Regions from separate parts of the Mus musculus genome. Here region 1 is linked to region 2. A link is a contact called in public Hi-C data. All regions are on one chromosome and are shown on one strand. The core of a region is the stretch at or near the end of the contact, and the rest is flanking DNA. Distances in the headings are between cores, read along the strand shown.

Evidence for each region. A called contact is a pair of places that touch in the nucleus more often than the background predicts.
Region 1: a Hi-C map of liver shows a contact between it and region 2, with 3 times the contacts expected there. The contact joins two enhancer-like sites. A contact is called at or near these places in 2 of 39 promoter capture datasets (liver and stem cell-derived epiblast-like cells), 8 of 484 Hi-C or Micro-C datasets (embryonic stem cells, group 2 innate lymphoid cells, liver and 2 more), 1 of 115 datasets of contacts at active chromatin or transcription factors (embryonic stem cells) and 1 of 9 other capture datasets (embryonic stem cells).

The regions. Positions count from the first base shown.
Region 1 is chr13:75,794,526-75,800,688 of GRCm38.p6, forward strand. No RefSeq gene overlaps it. Among named protein-coding and RNA genes, the nearest start is that of Glrx, 42 kb to the right of the region's middle. Within about 2 kb of position 3,421, at least 284 of the 459 cell types and tissues checked have an H3K27ac peak or open chromatin away from gene starts, as enhancers often do. A contact at or near this core is called in liver, where this site is marked.
Region 2 is chr13:75,624,254-75,630,471 of GRCm38.p6, forward strand. No RefSeq gene overlaps it. Among named protein-coding and RNA genes, the nearest start is that of Mir682, 18 kb to the right of the region's middle. Within about 2 kb of position 3,533, at least 10 of the 459 cell types and tissues checked have an H3K27ac peak or open chromatin away from gene starts, as enhancers often do. A contact at or near this core is called in liver, where this site is marked.

The sequences.
Region 1 (6,163 bases), core at 2,171-4,670, 170 kb after region 2:
TTACATAAACTCAATCAGCCTAAGAACATGAAGCAATTGCTAGCCTTTCTCTTAGCTGACCTGCAGGAATATGGAATTCTTTGGAAATAACTGTTCAGGGGTATAAAACCCTCACCTGAGAGCTGGGAACTGTGGTCACAGACCAACTGTGGTCACAGACTATCTTGACTTGTAAGTGGGACCTAACCTTGGTGACTCTAGAAAAGGCAATGAAACACATTTTAGACTTGAAAACGGTATTCCCTGTCTCTCTACAAAGGCTTGGGAGGCAGAAGTTTGAAGGCATTATTTAAGGTGGCCTAAGGCGCATGGCTGGTACACATACAAGCACTCAGGAATTTACCCAAGCTCACTGGAGTCACTGAAACCTACCAAAGTCAGATTAAGATGTGTTACACAGGGCTCAGTGGTTAAGAGCACTTGCTGGTCTTCCAGAGTCCAAGTTAGTTCTCAGGACCCATATCAGGCATTTCACAACTGCCTGTCATTCCAACTTAATGAAATCTGAACCCCTCTTCTGGCCTCTGCAAGCAACTGAACTCATGTGTGCTATATCCACATGAAGACACAAACACATAAGTAAAATAAGTATTTTTTTCTCAAACAAAAGCCCTTTAAAACAGTGGTTCTTAATAGTTCCTCATTTGGTAACTGCCAACCATAAAATTGCTTTCATAGCTACTTCATTCATAAGTATAATTTTGCTCCCTTTATGAAACATAATGTAAATTAGCTGTGTTTTCCAATGGTCTTTTGGGGGTTGCAACCCACTGGTTGAGAACTGCTGCATCGTAAACTGACAGATGAACCATGAATATACATGGAAGTATGTGTATACTGACAATGGCTGTTCTCTTCCTCAGCCTCACTGGTCACCAGTGCCCCATGTCTGGGACAGTCATAGCATAGTGTTAGGGCCTTAGTCTGCATTCCCCCTCTTATACAAAGGATATTCCAACACACGCTCAGAGAGAACCAGCGCTCTCTCATTTTCTTCAACTCCAATGTTCCTTTTACTGAGGAAGAAAAGGTTAGAAGAGCCAACCTCTTCGTAACACTGCACACATGCACAGCAATACCTTATATACACGGGCATTATTTTCCTTGTGCACTCCAGGGCAAAGAAGAGTTTAGTAGGACAAAGCTAAATCTGTTGGGCTTGTTTTTACAAAATGTTAGTGTTTTGCTTATGTGTTTGCTTGATTGGTTGCTCACATGAGATATCATATTCTTGTGTCTGTGTGAGCCCAGTGTGTGTATTCACCCCTGCCCTCAGTTCACACCCAACTCCATTAAAGACCTAAGCAAGGTACCTGCACAGCCCACACTGTAAGGCCAAGGAGAAGGCTCAAGAGAGACCACAAGAAAGAAGGCTCCTGTCCCCAAAGATTATTCTTTTCCTATGTGAAAACACAAAAGGACCAAAAACTGTATAGCAGAGCACATGTGTTCTCTCTCTCTCTCTCTCTCTCTCTCTCTCTCTCTCTCACACACACACACACACACACACACACACACACAATTTCTATAAAAGAGTGTTTGAAGGCAAATGAGATATGGGGTTTTACAAGTTGGAAACGGTTGTAGGCTGAGCAGAAAACTCCTGAGAGAAAAGTTAAACAGAATTAGAAATGGAGTTTGGGGAAGTTCTTGAGGGTGTTTTTCCCCCTCAAATATAAGTAGAGGAACTTCAGGAACAGAGACAGAGCTATAAAGGGAGGCATGGAAGAGAATCACTAACCACAGGACATCTACCTGAGTCTAACCCCCAGCCACTACCTCCCAAAGCTGAGTCCTGAGGTGCTGTAACCCCTGACAGGCTGGCTCCTGCTACCTAGCCCCCTTCTGGATCATTGCCTCAACACTAGGAGCCCTTCTGGCTTTGTTGCTTCTCTGTGTCTAACTACAACTTGTGTCTTTTGCACATTAATCCAGTTCTGGCAGACTCTTTAGAACAGGTTGACTCCAGTCATCAACACACCTGGCGCAGTCATCACTGTCCCCATAAGCCATCCCCTCTGGGGCTTCCTGCCACAAGAATTTTCAAAAGTTTCACATGAATTTCTATACAAATACATGTACATGTAAACACTAGATCGCCACTGCCTTTTATTCACTGTCTTATTTTCGTTAGCCTTAACAACATTCCCAAAGTATGAGATAGAAAATTCTAGAAATAAACCGTTCTTAAGTTGTGAGATGGTATACATGCCCATAGCGCTGAGTATGATGTAAGATGGTATACATGCCCTTAGCGCTGAGTATGATGCCATCTCATCCTTCCCATAGGGTCCAGTCTATTGTATGAGTCATCCAGGCCATTGCATCCACTGTATATGCCACTACCCACTAGTCAGAGGATGAAGTCCTTGACTGTGTTCAATTCACCCTAACTCAATTACAGACCACAATGTATAAGACAACAGGTACAAGTCAGGTACACCAAAGATGAGCTATAAAATGTATTAGACAGAGTCGGGCATGGTGGCACACGCCTTTCATCCCAGCGCTCGGGAAGCAGAGGCAGGTGGATTTCCGAGTTCAAGGCCAGCCTGGTCTACCCTGTCTCGAAAAACAAAACAAACAAACAAGCAAAAAATGTATAAGACAGGATAAAAGTCTCCACTAATAAAAGAATTATGTTGGAGCTGCTAAGATCTTCTAACAATAAAATAAAAAAAAAAAAAGGAAAAGAAGAAGTCTGAACTAACTTTCTATGGCTTCACAAACTACAAAAGATACAGCCACATATATGATAAGATATATATGTATATATATAGTAAAACGGTGTGTATAGAGTTTAATACCATCCAAGTTTCAGGCATTCTATGGAGGTTACTCTCCTGCCCTCCAGGCAAAAGCAGAGCAGTATGATATTTGAGACTAACCCACTTTTGAAGGGCTGAGAGATAACAATTTCATACTTCAGATCTGTGCTAAATGTTGCTGCGATGAGTGGGTGGTGAGATGTGCCTTTAATCCCAGCACTCAGGAAACAGAGGCGGGTGGACTGGATGTCAGACTGATCTACATAGCCAGTTCCAAGAAGGTAGGCTTACATACTGAGACCTTATCGCAAAGTAAACTTTTAAGAAGAGGAAAGAAATAGTACTTATGAAATACTCAAAAGCCTCCGGTAAGCACCAGAACAGTTGCTGACCTCGAAGTTCAAATAATAGCCCAAGCGGAGGAAGTGGAAATGGTGACCCTCGTTTACAGAAAGTGAATCAGTCACAGCCAGGTTCTGAAATTCCGCATGAACTCATGCTGCCTGAAAAAGCCAGGCATCAACGGTGAGCAACCATGATCTCCGGCCAGCTAGGCACTTTGCTTTCCATTGGGTGGTGACGGTCAGATCTCATTGCTTCTGACAAAGGCCCTCGTCAAACCCATGAGTCATGGTTTGCGTAAGCCACCGCTGCTCAGTGAGAGCAGACCCACTTCCTGACTGCACAGTAGTAACTCTGACTTCCTGACAGCCAAGGCAGACAGGTGCGACAGTGCGGCGTGCAGCGCCATCTGCTGGATAGTGTGGGATAAGCAGCAGCCTGGAGTGGATGGTCTCTGAATTCTGTGAGCTTTGAGACTGCTAGCAGCCAGGCCTGACTGCAAGGCCTGCCAGGAACACTAGCAGAAATACATACCCTCTATCCAAACCATTCCTCGAGGTCCTTTCCTTGTTATAGAATGTGGTGTGGCAAGCACATATGCACATGTGTATTCAAGGTGTATATGTGTTATGTAAAGGGTACAAGATTGTACATGATCTCTGAACAAATAGAAAAAGTGACCATCACTACCCTCATTGCTGGATTTGTACTAAATTTTACAATTAACAGAAACTCATAAATAATCCTATATAATCCCTCACCTTTCTGTATAAGCAGAAAGGAGTAAGGGGTATCAAATACTAGCTCTGCTAGTAGAATTACTCATGACTTAGCCATGAGTGAGACGGCAGCTAACAAGGCTCCTCCTTTCTTTACCAAAGTCTTTGCCCACATGCAAATAAAGACTGGCTGAGCAACTGTTAGGAAGAGGAAATGAAGCAAAACCCAGCCAGCTATGACAAGTCTGACATCAAGCCTCAACTATTTCTGAGGCTGGAAGTGGGTCTCAGAAAACTCTGGCCAGCAATAGGTTTAGGTTTTGGCCAGATGCTACAGAGAAGGTTTCTAACATGAGACAAAATATCTGTTGGAGGAGGAACTGGCCTAGGCATTCATGGACACACAGCATAGGACTAAAGAACTCTGGCCAGGTCTCTTGCTTCCTACAGTTTCCCAGCCGTTGGTGCTCTGCCAGCCTCTGAACTACAGCAGATGTTGCTTCTTGCTTAAACGCTAACTGACTCATTCCCTCTAGACCATAAAGGTAACCAGCTCATCTGACCCCCAAATATAGAGGGATGATTGGAAGATGGTAGGTTTGTTTGTTTGTTGGGTTTTTTTGGTTTGGGTTTTTTTTTTTTTTGGCTTTGTTTTCAACTAGAATGTCAGACTGAGGAACGCCTGGAACAAATAGTTCTGGGTTAGAGGTCAGGGGACTGGCTGGACTCTAGGGCAAAAGCAAACAAGGCTTTTCACAGTGGCTTGCAGGGATATGGTGACAAACCTGCCTCCAGTGGACAGACAAGGAACACTGCTGGCTGGGCTCGACCTTAGGCAGCTGGAGCAGGCCAGGAAAACGTGTTATAGATTCTGCCTCTGCCCCTGTCACATGGAAGTACACAGCATAGGTAACAAGCCAGATGAGGCTGGATCGGCCTTGAGTGCCACAGATGGACCTCTTTTTTGGGTCTCCTATCTGCGAGGAACGGGTCTCTGGTTGCAGGTGGGCGAAGGAGTGGGGTGACAAACAGACACGACACGAGAGAGTATGTTGAATCTGAGTATAATGTCCAAACGAAAAACAGACTTTTTTATACAGAAGAAAAAACAAGAAAAGCCAGGCAGGACATATCTGCTGAATTACAGTGACACAAAACAAAAGGAATCTATACATCAAAAGATGGCGGGGACCAGGCCGCTGTTTACCACTTAGAATGGAGCCAGGTGTAATGCCAGTCTATTGTTAAGCCCACCACTAGGGGTTCTTAGTAAAAACTTGATTATGCTGTTCCTTTGGGCCTAGTGAAGAAACTGGTCCCAGGGGGATTCCCTAACTCTTTGATGGATAACTCACCTATTCACTAGGCCTTTGTATATTCCCTTGTTTGGGTGAGACTGGCTACTGTCCTAAGTAATCACTCTGCAGACCAGCCCTGAGCTATCCTAGCTCCATTCTTTGTAATTAGTTTCACCATCTCTACTAGAAGTGAATTTGAATGTTACTGAATAGGTATCATTCTTACTGAATTCCTACTGAATTCCAAGATTGTCAGCTTCAAGGATTTGGAACACTGGCAGAGGCTCACCTATGTCAAAATTCAACCTTTAAAGGCACTTATAATGAATCAATACTGAAAGAGAGCATACACCATACTAACGTGGGGATCGGGTTTGAGTATACGGGCTATGAGAATGCCAAGGTTCCAGGAGGCTGAATTTCCTTGAAACTCTTTGCCTCGCGACTGCCTCCAGGCTTTTCAACCCCGACAGGCAGACTTCACTGGAGTGGGCATAGCACTTGAGAGCTCTGGACTTGAACGTGTCTCACTGTAATGTGGCAGCACTGGTGCCATAGCACTGGAATAGCACTGCAGTGTAGACCAGTAGCTGCTGTGAGGCCCTCCCAGCCCTGTGGCTGCTAAGCTTTACCCCATCCATTCCACAACACACATGGTTCTGTTACTGTCACAGGATTGGGCCGCATGTACATGAGACATGGCAAAGGAACATGGTCTTTGCAATCGTTTGCCATCTAGTGAAACCGTCTATACAGACTGGCATAGTTTGCAGACTCCAGGAGGCAGTTTGAATTTGCTGGGTCACCACAGATGATATATTTGTCAACATCTGTTTTCACAGATCTAGCTCACTCCTGCCAGCAGTAGGCCTGGGTTCCCCCTGAAGCCAAGAGTCCCTAACAGCAGAAAAAACAAACAAGTGCCAGGTGCCAGGTGTGGGTCTAAACTTTAGACTCTAAAACTGTGGTTCTCAACCTCCCTAATGCTATGACCTTCATATTGTGGTAACTCTCAAACATAACATTATTTTGTTAC
Region 2 (6,218 bases), core at 2,283-4,782:
AATTAAGTGACTCTTTTTAAAAAATAATGTGAACCAAGTATAGTAAATATTCAAAATGCAGACTGTTCTTCTTACAGTTACTTTAACCATTGAGATACTAAAAGCTTGGTGATTGCCTTTATTGGTATTTATTTTGATATTCACTCAAAACCTTAATTTAATTTTTTAAAAAAGAAGCTGAATGTTTAGATCAGCATTATCTTGTGGTTGAGGGTCCTAAAAATTATATCAACCTCAATATAATAAGGTAATAAAATCTAGCAAACCTAATTAAAAATTCCGGCTCTACCATTTTCTATCTCTGGCTTTGCCAAATTAGTCGCTCTCAGCATTACTTTCCTCATATGCAAATAAAAAAATCTTAATATCACCTTTGCTGTGTCCCTCTATTATTCAGGGTTCTCTATGGAATGTCTTTATATATTAAGGGAGTTTTTGGAATGACTTACAGTGTGCAGTCCAACTAACCCAACAATGGGAAGCTATAAATAGGAAGTCCAAAAATCTAGTAATCGCTCAGTTCCGAAAGTCTAGTTGTTTCTGCTGGTCTTCTGTATAAGCTGGAATCCTGAAGAAGTAGATTCCAACAGAGGAACTGGAAAGTAGGAACAGACAGAGAGTGAGCCCTGCTTCTTCCAATGTCCTTATGTAGACCTCCAGTAGAAGGTGTGGCCCAAATTAAAGGTGTGTACCACCATGCCTGGATTTGGAATTTGCTCTGCCCCAGGCTTGCCTTGAACTCCATTTGCCTCAGTCTCCTAGGATTAAAGGTGTATACTACCTTGCCTGGGCATAAACTTTTCATGGTCACTATGCCTCAAGGTCTGGATCAAATGTCTATGTCATCTAAGTCAAGATCAGGGTCAGAAACCTGTGTCTTCCAGCCTCAAGATCTGGATCACAGGTCTGCCCTCCATTTCTGGACTGTAGTTCATCCATGTGTAGTCACGTTGACAACAAGGAATAGCCATCACAGTCTCCAAAATGCTAAAAATATTTACTCTATGCATAGGTGATATAGGTAAAATCAATTAACTATATACACACTCACATTTCTATTATATTTTTTAAGTATTTAGCATAGCAATTGATAAGAATCATATGTTCAGCAAATGGTAGGTGTTATCCCTAGTGAAAGAGTTTATTCATCCTCTTTACTCAAAAGTATTACAGTTCTGATGTAATAAGAGGCATCTTTCCTTTCGATATATCTTTTCATTAAAAATATATTTATTTTAAATATATAGTTATATATAGATAAATACATACTTATATCTTTTAGTGTTTAGTCTTCCTGTGAAAGTTAAACTTTAAAAGTTTCTTGAACAGGAATTTTATGGTTATTAGTTTTAATAAACAGACTAAGAGTCAGGTAGTCCAGCTTCCCTGCAGAAGGTTAGAAACTATACAGCAGTTCTTGGGTGGTGGTAACTGGTAAAAATGTGTGTGTGTGTATGTGTGTGTGTGTGTGTGTGTTAGGGTTTTCCTTTGGTTTTACTGCTTTAACGATTCCATTACAATGATTTCAGTCATTTTGTCACTAAAGGAAACGTATCTAACTGGCCAAGATTGGCTAAAAGAAAAAAAGACTTCCCTATCTCGCCTCTGAATCTCAGCTTGCTCTCTTAGGGCAGTTACAGTGGAAAAGAAATGTATGTGAATAAGAAAAAATATATATCATGCATATACATAAGTATTTCTCTTTGTTATTTATCAGTAATCATGTGTCCAAACAAACATAATAATTGTATACACTAATTAGATAAAAGTGGATCAGAAACTATGTGCTATATTGCAATTTGAGAATAAAAGGTTCCCTACACCCTCATGCGATTAATACTTGCTCATCGGCTTTTGGCAATATTTTGGGGATGTAATAAGAGGCCAGTCAGGTGATAGACATAGTGAGATCTCTGTAAGGCCAGCCAGGTCTATGTAGTAAGTTCCAGGTCAACCAGAACTACATATAGAGACCCTATCTTTTTTAAAAATAGTGATAAAGAAAGAAAGGGAAAGAAAGTTTCAAAAGTGGAGTCTAGCTGGAGTATGTAACGGGGGGGGGGGGGTGTATGGCTTTATGTTTAGTCCCTTCTTCTGTCTCTACTTCCCGTTCAGGCAGTATACTGAGCCAGTGCAGGTAACCAGTACTCGAAGTAAGCCTACTTTCACAGTGGTTCTAAGTTCAAAACAAGGTGCATGTTTTAATCTGATAGAATGCTCTCCATATAAACCCTACTATACATTTTTAACCTCCATATTTTACAAGCTCATATAATTTTGATCCATTTAAATATAATTGATTTTACAATCTCTAACTATGTCCAAAACAATTAAATCCTAGTCTCCACTTTGACTGATCAATGCTAATATGAGAATCCAACTGTTTTGCATCATTTTCCTTATCTTTACTTGAATAATAATAATAAAATTATTATTTATAGTGATAATAAAAAAATAAAATGAGTCTTTTTTTCTCTAGTGCTCCAAAACAAAGCCTTCTTGACTCTTGGCAATAAATCCACATGCCTTACAAACTGCTATTTGTTTTTAGTATCAGCAAGATATCTGAGAACCTGAAACTTGAGACCATAGTAAATAAAAGTATTAACTGGAATTTTAACAATTAAAAATGAGCTTTCTAAGTTATAAGGAAGTCCAGAGAGGCACTCTTACGTTTTTTAGCACAGAATTTATTTTGACACTAATTGAGGTAAGATTTGAGAAATCTTCTTTTTAATTGTATTTTACTTAAGAAGAAAAATACAAGTAAAGATGGTGAAAGCCCGAAAGCATTGTTTGGGAGATCCATCCTTTAATTGATGCCCCAAATTGGCTCTTCTATAACATTTTCACCTTGGAATTAGGATTTATTTGTGGCAAGCCACATCTCTAAGCCCAATTGTATTCATTAGGAAAATTCAAATTTGGGGAACTTGACTTGCCAATATTTGCCAGAGGTCTACCCTAGAAGGACTATAGTCCTGATTACAACAGCTAAGTTCAGCTCCAAAGATGCCTTGGAGACATTCTCTTCCTCTGTCACTGGAGTTTAAATTACCTGGATTATCTCAAACCACAGACAAGATAAGCAACAGTAAGTTCTAAATTCTTAAAGTCTAACAAGTAAAACATTAAGAAAGAAAGGTGAGAGGAAATCATGACAAAGTGAATGACCACATTTGACTAAGTGTAAAGGAGAGGTGACAGTGACTTTGACAATAGGGTTGTGTTCAGTGTGTGTGCATAGTACAGTGAAAGTGAGGTTAAATCCTGGTGTCCTTCACAGTACTTATCATGTTGGGCTGCACAAAATGTAAAATTTAGCAGGATGACACATGGTATGTTAAGTGCAACACGTGACTCAAAGCATGTGCACAGAGGACTGGAGTTCAAATTCCTAATTTGCTATATACAGGGATGAGTACAGCATTCTAATTATTGCTTGAGCTTTGAACTTAGACAAATGTGTCAGTCAGTGCACAAGCACAGAGCTGGATCCTGTGGGAGATGTCTGACTAAGACACTATAATCTGGGTGTGGTGGTACATACCTACAGTCCCAGCAATGACTGGGGAAAAGATTATGAGTTCCAATCTAGCCTGAGATATACTCAAAAGCTAAAATAATAACAAAGACTTCAGTGTTGTCAGACTTGTTTATAAACTCAGCGTATGAAAATGTGGGGCTGATGAAGCAAATCTGAAAGGCATTGGAAGTCAGCAGAAAGAGCAGGCTGGAGGCCTCAGGCAGCTGAAATCCAGTCCACAGAGAACATTTCTTCCTGTCAGTTCTGTCCTAAAGGCCTTTCAAGTGATTGAGTCAGTGAAGATAAACTAGGATAACCTCTCTTACTAATGCCAACGGAAGATGGACTTGAGTCATGTCCTCAAAATACCTTCACTACATTCGAGCATTAACTACACTTGAATACTAGCATTTAGCCAAACTCATCTCAAAGTGACCAAAAGAACAATTTGAGAACTATGTGTCTGACACTACCATTTCCTAGCTGAACAACCAGGAAAACTTATTTAAATTTCCTTAAACCCTTACTCATTTGGAAAAAAAGAAGACATTTTAAGATATTAAGAGTAGCTAGGAACAACTGTTGACAGTGAGATGATCCACAAAAAGTGGGCCTAGGAATGAGCTTGCCAAATAGTAAATTTTCAACAAATATTTATTACCTTTATTATGATCATTCTTACTGTCTGAGCAAAGTGAAAAAACAAACCCTTTCTTTGAGTTTCTGTAAAACCAGCATATTAATGCTCATAACTCACAGTGATGGGAGATTTCTTTTTTTTATTAGATTTTTTCTGTATTTACATTTCAAATTTTATCTTCTTTTCTTATTTCCCCTCCAAAAACTCCCTATCCCATCCCCCTTCGCCTGCTCACCAACCCACCCATTCCCACTTCCCTGTCCTGGCATTTCCCTACACTGGGACATCAAGCCTGCACAGGACCAAGGGCCTCTCCTCCCAGTGATGTCTGACTAGGCCATCCTCTGCTACATATGCAGCTAGAGCCATGAGTCCCACCATGTATATTCTTTGGTTGGTGGCTTAGTCTCTGGGAGCTCTGGGGGTACAGGTTAGTTCATATTGTTGTTCATCCCATGGGGCTACAAAAATCACTGCATATTGGACTAAAGTCTTCACACACTAGGACTCCATTCAGGCTCAACATCCCAAGCCTGGTTAAGAGAACTAAATGAACATTAGATTATTTTAAAACAGCAAAACAGCTCTCTCTCTCTCCCTCCCTCTCTCCCTCTCTCCCTCTCTCTCTCTCTCTCTCTCTCTCTCTCTCTCTCTCTCTGTGTGTGTGTGTGTAGTATGTGTGTGTGTGTGTGTGTGTGTGATGTGTGCATTGGCCATGGAAGCTAAAAGAGGGCATTGAATCCCCTAGAACTGGAATTCCAGGCAATTGTGAGCCTCACAGCTAGAGTGCTAAGAATCAAGCTCAGGATATCTGGAAAAACAGTAAGCAGTCTTAACTGTTGACATCTCTCCAGTGTCAAGATGATTTTTTTAATTGCTTCATGAGTTATCCACTAAAAAATAAAAACACATTCATTTTAAAAAACATGCTTTAACCAGTAATTATAATTGCAGATTTTTAATGTTTTATTAGTATGTATTAATTATACCTAATGGGTTTGTGGCATTTTCGTACTTGTACATAAATATATTTTGTCCACATTTATACATGTGTTTTACAGCTTGTAATCTTCTCTTCCACACCTCCTACTCTTGCTAATCACCTTTTCTAAATTAACTCCCCTTTTCTTTCTCCCCGACTCTCTCATGAGTGTGTGTGTGTGTGTGTGTGTGTGTGTGTGTGTGTGTGTGTGTGCAAAGATGCTAGCACATGAATGCACTCCCCATTGTGTAAACTAATGAATTGCATTAGTATTGTTTACAAGAGCTTGACTGGGTTGGATTACAGGAATATGGACACCTTATCAGTGATTTTACCACCAAGAAGTCTCCCACCAACCTTCATCTAGATATGAAACCTCCATGACCGTGTTTTGATGCGGCCAATCTTATGGAGGTAATCGTGTGCAGGTAACCCTGTGAATGCAAGAGCTCAGCAGTTGTGAACGGTTACAAGTCAGGATTTCAAGTCTTTCCCTACACCTTCCTTCCACTTTTCCATTCTTTCTGTCATTGCCCTTTCCATCTTTTCCTTTCTAATGTTCTCTGAACCTTGGAGGGAGTGATATATCCATGCCACTTATAAAAGAGCATTCATCAGTCATCTCTTCTTTGTCTTTTGAGCAGTTAGGAGGATCTAAAGTCACCAGTGACAAAAGCTGAAGAAGCTTTACCCAAAGCTAAGAGTAGCATTATCCTGTAGAAATAAATGTGGTTAGTTAGAAAGCAATTTGACAGGCACATCATGTCCTAGAAAGTCTGTTGAATGGTTTTCAGTGTGAAATTTTTACTTTCCTCCTTCCATGTTAAAGGAAAATCTCTTAGATATTTACAATATCTCTTCTAAGTTAAAAATCCCTTGTTTCCTTATAAAGGACAGTTTGGTAGTAACAAAATTTGATGTGTAAACATTTCTTATCCTCAGAAAATTTTCCGCAAATATTCTTACATATATCTCTATACATAATTGAATTATAGCAAAACATGGAAAACAAACCAATTATCCATCAATATGTGTGTGGATTCTTTTATAACACTATCTAATATAATATT